Linked DNA regions of Hordeum vulgare: region 2 is linked to region 1. The links are chromatin contacts, called in public Hi-C maps. All regions are on one chromosome and are shown on one strand. The core of a region is the stretch at or near the end of the contact, and the rest is flanking DNA. Distances in the headings are between cores, read along the strand shown. Region 1 has its middle 36 kb from the start of LOC123449881. Region 2 holds the start of LOC123449881 (transcription factor bHLH57-like).

Region 1 (4,548 bases), core at 1,194-3,693:
TAGCTCCCAATTTCCCCCAAATCTGTTCGAACAGATGCGCCCGCACGGGTCATCACTACCCCTGTCTGGCCCACATTTCAGGTCAATCCCGGTTGACCATTGCCACGTCAGCGATTTTAGCCTAAAACGCTGTCAAGGTTATTTTTAGACCGGGATTACTGACTTGAGAGTGCAAACTTCAGGGATTACCACTTCGGGGTGCGATCTCGCCACCGTCTACCAGTTCAAGGTTTTTTTGGACTTTTTCCCTTATTTTTCTACCGAATCGGTCCAAGCCTATGCCATTCACGTGCTCCCATGAACCGATTAGCCACTATAGTTTGCTTCCATACATAAGTTTTTTTATCTAAGCTAGCAACAAACAAAGCACAAGTGTGCCATAGCTATTTCACATGCGAGGTTAGATTTTTTTATTTTTATTTTTTGTGGGGACATGCAACGTTAGATTAGCCTATCAAGTATTTTTTTAAACTATCACAACAATTAAAAAATGTCGGGAAACGATTACTATCGTAGCGGCAATAAGTTTTGTACTATCGTGGTTGGCTTTGTGACATGGTGATACAACTTTGCCGCAACAAAAACATCAGCGGCGAGCGATTGAGCTTGCAGCGTCACATATCCAACTTGTAAATGTTTGACTGTTCGACCACAACACCATGAGTGGTGTAGCTTCGTTGGGTGCTGCAAGAGAGCACCAATTGATACAAGGTGTCTCCGAAAGTGTCTCGTGATGCTCCAAGACGAAGCCCAAGGACAACGTGTTCCTGCAAGGGCATCTGTGTTGTTATGCAACATGAGGCCGCCCCAATTCACAACGTCACCACCACCAGCATGGTTGTCGATGTGTTGGGGCTGCAACTTGTGCGATGTTGTTTCCACGACACCTCCAACTTGGGAGATGTTGCGATTGCAACGTGGGACATATTGTGTCGGCTTGAAAGTCGGTGGTGTTGCGACCGCATCATGGGCGGTGTTGTGTGGCGATGGCTGCAACATGGGAGAGGTTGTGATTGCAACATGGGACATGTTGTGATCGCAACATGGGTGATGTTGTGCGGCGATGGCTGCAACATGGTAGAGGTTGCGATTGTAACATGGGTGTTGTTGTGCGGCCATGGTTGAGGTTATGATTTGCAACCTGGGACATGTTGCGACCACAACATGGGCGATGTTGTGCGGCGATGGGTGCAACATGGGAGAGGTTGTGTTTGCAACATGGGACATGTTGTGACCGTAACATGGACGATGTTGTGCGGCGATGGCTGCAACATGGGAGAGGTTGTGATTGCAACATGGGACATGTTGCGATTGCCACAACATTGGCGATTTTGTGCGGCGGCGGATGTAACTTGAGAGAGGTTGTGATTGCAACATGGGATATGTCGTGATGGGCACAATATTGACGATGATGTGTTGCAATGATTCTATGCAATGCCGGTCTAGTTGCAAAACCTCTCGAGCACAACATGGACCATGTGGCAAATGGCGAGTACAACATGAGTCATGATGCAAATGGTGATCGCACCTAAATAGCTAACTTGTCCAGATCGTCGCGTACAACTTCCACTAGCTTTGGAGGCATCCTAGCATGGACCAAATAGCTAGCGATGGTTGAATATGGCGCGAGTTATAGGATTGCATGTCCAGTTTGCAGCAACATTGATCGGCCACCCAGCGCCACACGTCCAACTTTATAGCAGAAGTCTCATAGTGTCAGTTTTATGTAGTAGCGCCACACATCCTTATAGCGTCCACGCTACTGACTTTCCTATACAGCAAATAACCATTTTGTTTATAACAAAACATGAATTGAAAAATATAATACACTTATATAACACGGCGAGCCAAACACTTATATAACACGAAAATCACTTTATAGCACGGACCTTAGTTACAACAAACACTTAAGATCATCCAAAAAAGCACTCAAAGTCTTGCTGGATTGTTGGCCTTAATTGCATTGTAAACTGATCACCATCTTCTCTTGTTGTTAATAATGGTGAGTACTAATGTGCGTAGAGCTAGCTTGCTCAAAATGATTAATGTATGCAAAACTGAGAATGTGGAGCTATGGCGAGGTTGGCGTCTATGATAGGGAAGGGCAGGGCAGACGAGAGGGCGAGTAGCAGCAAAACCAGTGTAGGCGCATGCAGTGGCGGAGCCAGAAACTGAGTCTAAAAGAGGTTAAAACATACTCCCTCCGTCCCAAAATAACTGTCTCAACTTTATATAAGCCCTAGTACAAATTTGTACTAAGCTTAAGACATTTATTTTGAGACGGAGGGAGTATCATATATTGTTAGAGGGTGCCAAATCGCCTAAATCTAACTAATTTTACTTAAAAAATAAAGGAATAAAAATACATATAGGTGTATTTGTGAGAACATAGAGGGGTCAAGGCCCAGCCAGCACAGCCTCCGCCACTGGGCGCATGGGCGAGCTGCACATGCATGTGCGTGAGATAAACAGGCAGCAGGAGATGTCCCACGTCGACACACCAAAGGTTCACTAGCGGGAACGCTGTCTATCACGAGAACAAACGTAGAATCATGTGCGGCTTACGCTTGGGCTGAAATCAGCCGGATGATTAGAAACGTTTTTTTTATTAAAATGATCCTTGCGGGGCTCTTGCAAGGGACACCCCTTAATTAGGTGCTTTCGGTAAGTAGAAACTTTTTTTTGTGTGCGAGAATATTAAATTTATTCCTCTAAAATAGTGCTACAATCTCTAATACAAAACTAGAGAAACTGTTTGAAACACCGCGCAATCAAGAGACGGTGTTATATCCCGAATAACCAATGTTAGCTAGACAGTGGGTAATACCATTTCGATGATGATCTAATTAAACAGAAAAAGAAATAATGCACGAAATGTTTCCAAAACTGCTTAGACGTGTTGGCCTACCAAAGGCGAGGGCGTCCCAGCGCCAGAGACAAGGCCCAAAATTATTAATTGATGAGTATTTCTTTTTAAGATCACTTCCACCTCCATAGATCAGAACAAGCGACGCATTTCATGTGTGCAACTTGTCGCAATCTGCGAGTTTTTCCTTTTTCGTATATTCGTATTTTCAAAATATTTTATCTCTTAAACCGTGCGTCCAAATCTCGAACCGTTTTTACTGTTGGGTTCCTCGCATTGAGATCTTTAAAACTAAATCTCATGTTGAGAGGTTTTGACAAACTTAAAAAAATGAGACGGAAAAGCCGTGTCTCTCGTGGTAGAAAAAAACATGTTTTTTCTCCATTTTCCATAGGCATGGCAGTGGCTCTCGTGAAGGCAAAATGGTGCCTCTTGCGAAAGCAAAAAACCGTGCCTTTCGTAAAAAAATAGAAATGCCTTATTTCGGATCCGAAGGCACGATCGTGCCTCTAGTAGAAGAAAAATAATGACTTTCAAGAAAGCAAAACCGTGTCTCTCGCAAAAAACAGAAAACGCGTTTTTTTTGTTCCCAAGAGGCACGGTCGTGCCTCTCGCAATCGCAAATCCGTGCCTCTCGCATAAAAACGTATTTTTTTCATTTCCGACAGGCATGGCTGTGCCTCTCACGAACACAAAACCGTGCCTCTCACAAAATAAAAATCGTGTTTGTCGGAAAAAAGAGAGCAGAAAACGTGTTTTTTTCGTTTGCGAGTGACACGGCCGTGCCTTTCGCGAACGCAAAACCGAGCCTCTCAAAAAGCAAAACCGTGTGTCTCGTGAAAAAAAATAGAAAACATCTTTTTTTGCACAATTATTTTTTGAAATATTTTTTCTGTCAAAAAGTTAAGAATGACTGATGAAAAACTGAAACACCACCTTAAAACCCGGAAAAACAATCTAAAAAGCCAAAAACACGTACGGAAAAATAAAAAACGAAATCCGAAGAAAACATTCAAAACGCGATACGTGATGACGGCTGAGAACGAACCAAGTGATGATGCGTAAAAGTAATTAGTGAAAGACTTTTGAAAGAGTGCTCGCTAACTAGTTTGCTTTCGATAAGAGCATGTTATGTCTTGCAACGGCGCAATCAGCGCCAGCGCCAGAGGCGAGAAATAGCCTTTCCTATTGTGGTTGCCCCTTCCTACATTGGGGCCCAAGGCCCAATCACATTGCTACAACATGATGCCGAATTGGTGATTGGGACCTGTAGGGACCTGTATCCGTTTTTTTTTCTTTTTTTTGTTGAAATTCCGTTGTTCATGTACGTGTAACGTAGGGCCGGACGGCGTCATCTCGGCTTAAATGGCGGCTGGCACGAGCCGGCATGATGTGCTACGAACGTACTGGAACAAGTGCGTACATGGACGGATCGGCGGATCGTCTCACGCAAGCCGGATCACACGGCCGTGGCTGACGGTTTTCCGGCCTCGGCAGCCCCACGCCGGTGCGCGATTGCCAAAATGACTAGCATTATTATGTTGCAAACACGATGATTGATGATGAAGTAGGGCCGCTGACTGTATGCACGTACTACTCTGACGAGGGTCAATGGTTTTTTTAACATGGTCGAATTGCCATTATTAAAAGAGTAAACGCGCTAATACATACTTACATAGTAC
Region 2 (4,702 bases), core at 1,994-4,493, 36 kb after region 1:
AAGCCTGCCTGCCCCTCCTCCCACAGACAGAGAGCCGCAGCGGCAGCGACAGCACAGGACGCGCGCGCGCCAGGGCACGGCAGAAAGCCGCATGCATGCGCCCGCACGGAACCGAGCATGCCATATCAGAATAGGAGCAGCTAGCAGAGCCACAATACAGTACTACTACTACTATGTGAACTGACGGATGGATGTAACCACACCACACGGCGACCGGCGGAGTACATGGGTCGACGTCGATCGATCACCGCCACCTCGACATCGGTGCAACTGCGAGCAGCGCGAATCTCGAGAAACAAGGAGGAAAAAAGAAAAGGCACCCTGCGTCTGCACTGCGCGCGCTACTACTGTGGCTTGCTCTTCTTCACTGTCGCGGCCGGCCGGTTGAACAGCGGCCGTGCATGTTATACAGGCTAGCCGCAGTAGTAGAGCTGGCGAGCCTGGCCGAGGCCAGGACCGGCCGGCGTTGTGCTGTGCATGCCGCCGTGGTCGCCGGCCCGCCGCGCTCTGACAAACATCGGCATCCGTCTCCATGCTCATCTGCTCTGCCACTTTGACTTATCGTCGCCTACGTGCTGCATGCATGCCAATCTGCTCGCTACCAAACTCCTTGAACTACGGGATAGTACATGTTAGCTCGGCGTCGTCGTCGCCGCCGCCCATTCGCCGTCGGGCGCCTCAGCTAGCAGCATGAGCCGGCGGCGTAGGCGAAGATCTGGTGCACCACCGTCGCCACCTCGTCGGCCGTCGACACCTCGCACCCGTCCTCCATCTGCACACGGAGCATCAACCAGAATCAGTCACAAATTCACCGTAGAAACGACCGTTATCTTCTCCCATGAGGGAAATGCATGGCAATGGGATATGTACAAGATCGTTAGGTTGGACATGCATGCATGTAGATGTAGTCAGTGTATTTGGATGTTTGTTTGATCCATGACAAGAAGAACAAGACACGGGACGAAAGCTGGGGCTTGTAATCACCTACTTGTCCATTAAGCCGGGCTGTCTGTACTACGCTGTACCCGGCGTCCATCGTATTCGAACGCTCCAGCTACATACAGACCTTCAATACACACTCACTACTAATCCTATCTCTAACGGAAAGTGTACGTTCGTACGAGAGGGCCGCTGCCGATCTCGCTCGAAACCCCAGGCCACGCTCCAGTCCAGGAGCAAAAACGGCGAGTTCGCTTTCCGCATGCAGGTACCACACACATACGCATGACACATCATGCATCATGGAACACACAAACACTGGTCATCTGCATGTTAGATTCCAAGTTTTCAGTGACGATGACATATCTCGTGTAATCAGTTTTGATTCTCGCTCTAAATGGTTAACGGCAAGTATAGCCTGTAATGAGAACAAAATGGCGACTATTTGCGACAGTGGAATGCAATGAATGAAGAACGAAAACGGTGGAGCAGGAAAGCAATGGGGGGCGGGCCGGCGGTTAAAGTTGAGCAAAGTCAAGACGAGACGTAAAACTGGTGTAGCTTTGAGATGATTGGCTCGCTACCTTAAGGTTGAAGCAGTAGACGACGGCGTCGTGGCCCACGGAGGTGACGGCGAGGTGCAGGACGGCCATGCGGAGGTTCTCCATGGCGGCCACGGCCCGCACGAGCCGCCCTGGCCACCGCCTCCCCGCGACGCGCACCCTCACGTGGCCCCCCACCGCGGACATCGCCTCCACGTCCACGCCGCCGCCGATGCCGCGGGCCTCCGAGAAGCTCGTGTACTGCGGCGACACGAACACGCCGTCCGATGCCGCCGTGGCCGCCGTGCCCACGGGGCCCTCGCCGCGCTGAGCTGCCGCTAACGCCTGCAGCGCCACCAGCTGCTGCTCCAGCTGCTTCACGTAGTCGATGGCTCCCCCCACCACCGTCGCTTGGTCACCCTAGGTAGGGTGCATTGCAAACGTTAGCAAGAAAGGAAAAGGATCGGGGAGGTGACAAATTAATCTCATTTGCTGAGTGCGCATGCTTGGCTTACTCGTGGGATGTAGTCGGAGGGGATGAGGGAGCGGAGGGAGGCGAGGTGGTCGTTCATGAGGCGGCGGCGGTTGCGCTCGACGGCGATGTGGGTCATCCGCTGGCACTCGGCCTCCTCCGGCTTCTTGCGCTTCTCCGGCGGAGGCGCGGCGCGCGGGCGCGTCCTCGGCCGCTTCCTCCGCTTCGCCGCGGGCGCCTCGATCGCAGGGGGCGCCGGCAGCTGCGTGACGCAGCTCTCGAGCAGGTCGACGTCGGACGCAGCCGGCCGGCACGCGAAGCCAGCGCCGCCGCTGTAAGACTCCCGCTTCGCACCTGGTCCACCGTCGCCCATGGCGCCCTGGAGCAGCGCCAGGAAAGGCACCTGCGCGGCGCTCGCGCTCGCCGCCGCCTGGTCCGCCCAGCACTGATCCATCACCGCCACCACCACCATGAGCCAAGAAGAAGGACCGGCAACAGCACAGGGAAGAAAGCAACACGTTAGCAAGAAAAGGCAACCGCGGCAACGCCATAAAAGAGACGCTACGACGAGGAGGCATTGAATGGCGCGAGCGTGCGCGCGCAGGGCTAGCTAGGCTAGGCTAGGCTAGCCATCAACGGTCAGGGCCATTGGAGCAGCACTGGGGAAGGAGCAGATGAGGCACTAAACTAGACTAGACGCACGCAGGAGAAGGGAAGGGAAGCTGCCATGCCGCAGCAAGCGGGCGGTGGCACTTAATACGACGGTCTCTCCATGCCGCAGAGACCTCGAATGGAAGCTGCGCGCGCGCACGCACGCTCAATTACTAGGGCGAATTGAAGGGGAAGAGGAGTAGTGCGGGGCTTACCAGGGAAGTGAGGATGGGGCCTTGCAGCTGCATCCTCTCCATTACTGCTAGATGGAGCGTGTCTAGGCAGCAAACAGGGTTAGCAATAACTGCGCTAATGAGTAATGAGCCCCTGGGGCAGCGAGCGAGCGACCGAGCAACAGCGGCTCCTCCTCCTCCTCTCTTGCTGCTGCTGCTCCTCCTCCTTCTTCACCAGTGTAAGTGGAGCAGCTCTACTGTTGCAATAAATATGGTCTCCCCTCCCTCCCACTCTACTTGTAGCAGCAGCAGTGGCAAGGCAATGGCAAGGGAGGCCAACAACCTAAGATAGGGGACGGAGGAGTTGTCTCTTGTTGCATGTGTGGGGTGAGAGAGAGAGATGGATGGAGCTGGTAGGCCATGGCAGTAGGCAGGGATTAATTTGAAGCGATTGATCAGTGTAACAAGTGAATGAGTTATTGACGGTGCAGGCGGCGGCAGGGGGCTGAGGAGGAAGAAGGTAGGGAGCGTGGATTGGCGCGGGGGATTTGTCCGGCACGAGGACAGCGGCAGGCCATGGGTGGGCCGTGGGCGCCGGCAGGTCCGCCCGCTTTGCGCCCCTGCCTTGGCTTGGCCGCCCTCCAGCTCTCTCTTTGCAGCCGTGCCTTTCACATTCAAACCCTTACCCTATTTTTATGTAAAGACATGCACATAGATCATGTAACACCAATTCATCAGCAATTCAACAAACCAAAATAAATCACGATTCAACAATCAACACATGCCAAAATAAAGTTATACAATTCATACATAGACACATGACACACGTGGGCATGTGTTTTCCAACGTTGTCCGCGATTGTTGGAGTTAGAGCATCTTCAACAGTCTGTATGTTCAATCGTTGATATAAGTATTCACATCAACAACCAACATCACATCATACAGGCTCTTCAATGGAGTGTATGTTAATCGCATGTAAAATAACTAAGCGGGTTCATTAAACATGGAAGAAATAACCATGCTTGCCTCGGAGCTTGTGCGTGAACCGTTGTTTTAAGTTCATACCATTCCATTCTCTCTCTTCTTTTATTATGCGTCATGTCATCAAAATCATCTATGTGTCAATTTTACCAACGATGATCATACAACCATTGAAGATGCCCTTATGGTGAGTCGTACGCCATGTCCTCGATGGTGGCCGCTTCCTCCTACATCCACGCACCTCTAATGCCCGACCATTGCAAGTTTGAAACGACGTAGGGTATGGCTGAGGGTGGGTACCTTCTTGTGGCGAGGGCGGACACCGTAGCCGCAAAGTCCATGTTGGCGGCCTCCCTTCTCCGGAGCTTCCTTCTTGGCACCTTCATGGGCGCGTTGCCTGGTATCGTGCCCAGATTGCTTGCGACGGTTGGGGCCCTCAGGGAATTCGTCGAGCCATAGTCCATGGTGGTGGGGGACGGGATAGTGGGCTTCGACATCTTGGATGACACACAAATATGGCAACACAGACGCAAAGCAATGGTGGAGGATGGCGATGCTCGGAGGCGGGAATGTGAGGCAAACGAGGAAGTTGTGATCGATTCGGTTGACTTGGTCAGTTTGAAGGAATTTGGAGTCGAACCGACCTGGTGGATCGTTCCTGGCGGACGCGTGTTCACACATACCCATATACACCCCAAACAAGGACTAGATATGACGGTGCCTAACAGCCCGAACATTTAGGTTGGATTTGAGGGGTACGGTTGAGTGGTGTTTTTTGTCCAGGCTATCCAGGGCGAGTGAAGGGGTGGTGTGGGGGCTGCAGATACTCGGGTTTAGGGTTAGGGTAAGGTGTAACACGACTTATCTTTATGTTTGAAGGCTAGATCACATGTTCTCATCCCCATATGAAGTGGTTGTAGGCATCAAAACCGACATATCTCGGG

What was found. A called contact is a pair of places that touch in the nucleus more often than the background predicts.
Region 2: a Hi-C map of seedling shows a contact between it and region 1, with 1.5 times the contacts expected there. The contact joins the promoter of LOC123449881 here to the enhancer-like site in region 1. A contact is called at or near these places in 2 of 6 Hi-C or Micro-C datasets (leaf and seedling).

The regions. Positions count from the first base shown.
Region 1 is chr4H:594,929,473-594,934,020 of MorexV3_pseudomolecules_assembly, forward strand. No RefSeq gene overlaps it. Among protein-coding and RNA genes, the nearest start is that of LOC123449881, 36 kb to the right of the region's middle. Within about 2 kb of position 2,444, at least 2 of the 3 cell types and tissues checked have open chromatin away from gene starts, as enhancers often do. A contact at or near this core is called in seedling, where this site is marked.
Region 2 is chr4H:594,964,690-594,969,391 of MorexV3_pseudomolecules_assembly, forward strand. It overlaps LOC123449881 (transcription factor bHLH57-like), which reads right to left and starts at 3,244. Exons shown (of 4, transcript XM_045127240.1): 1 at 2,820-3,244; 2 at 1,997-2,398; 3 at 1,524-1,901; 4 at 105-772. The coding sequence starts at 2,861. The coding sequence ends at 683.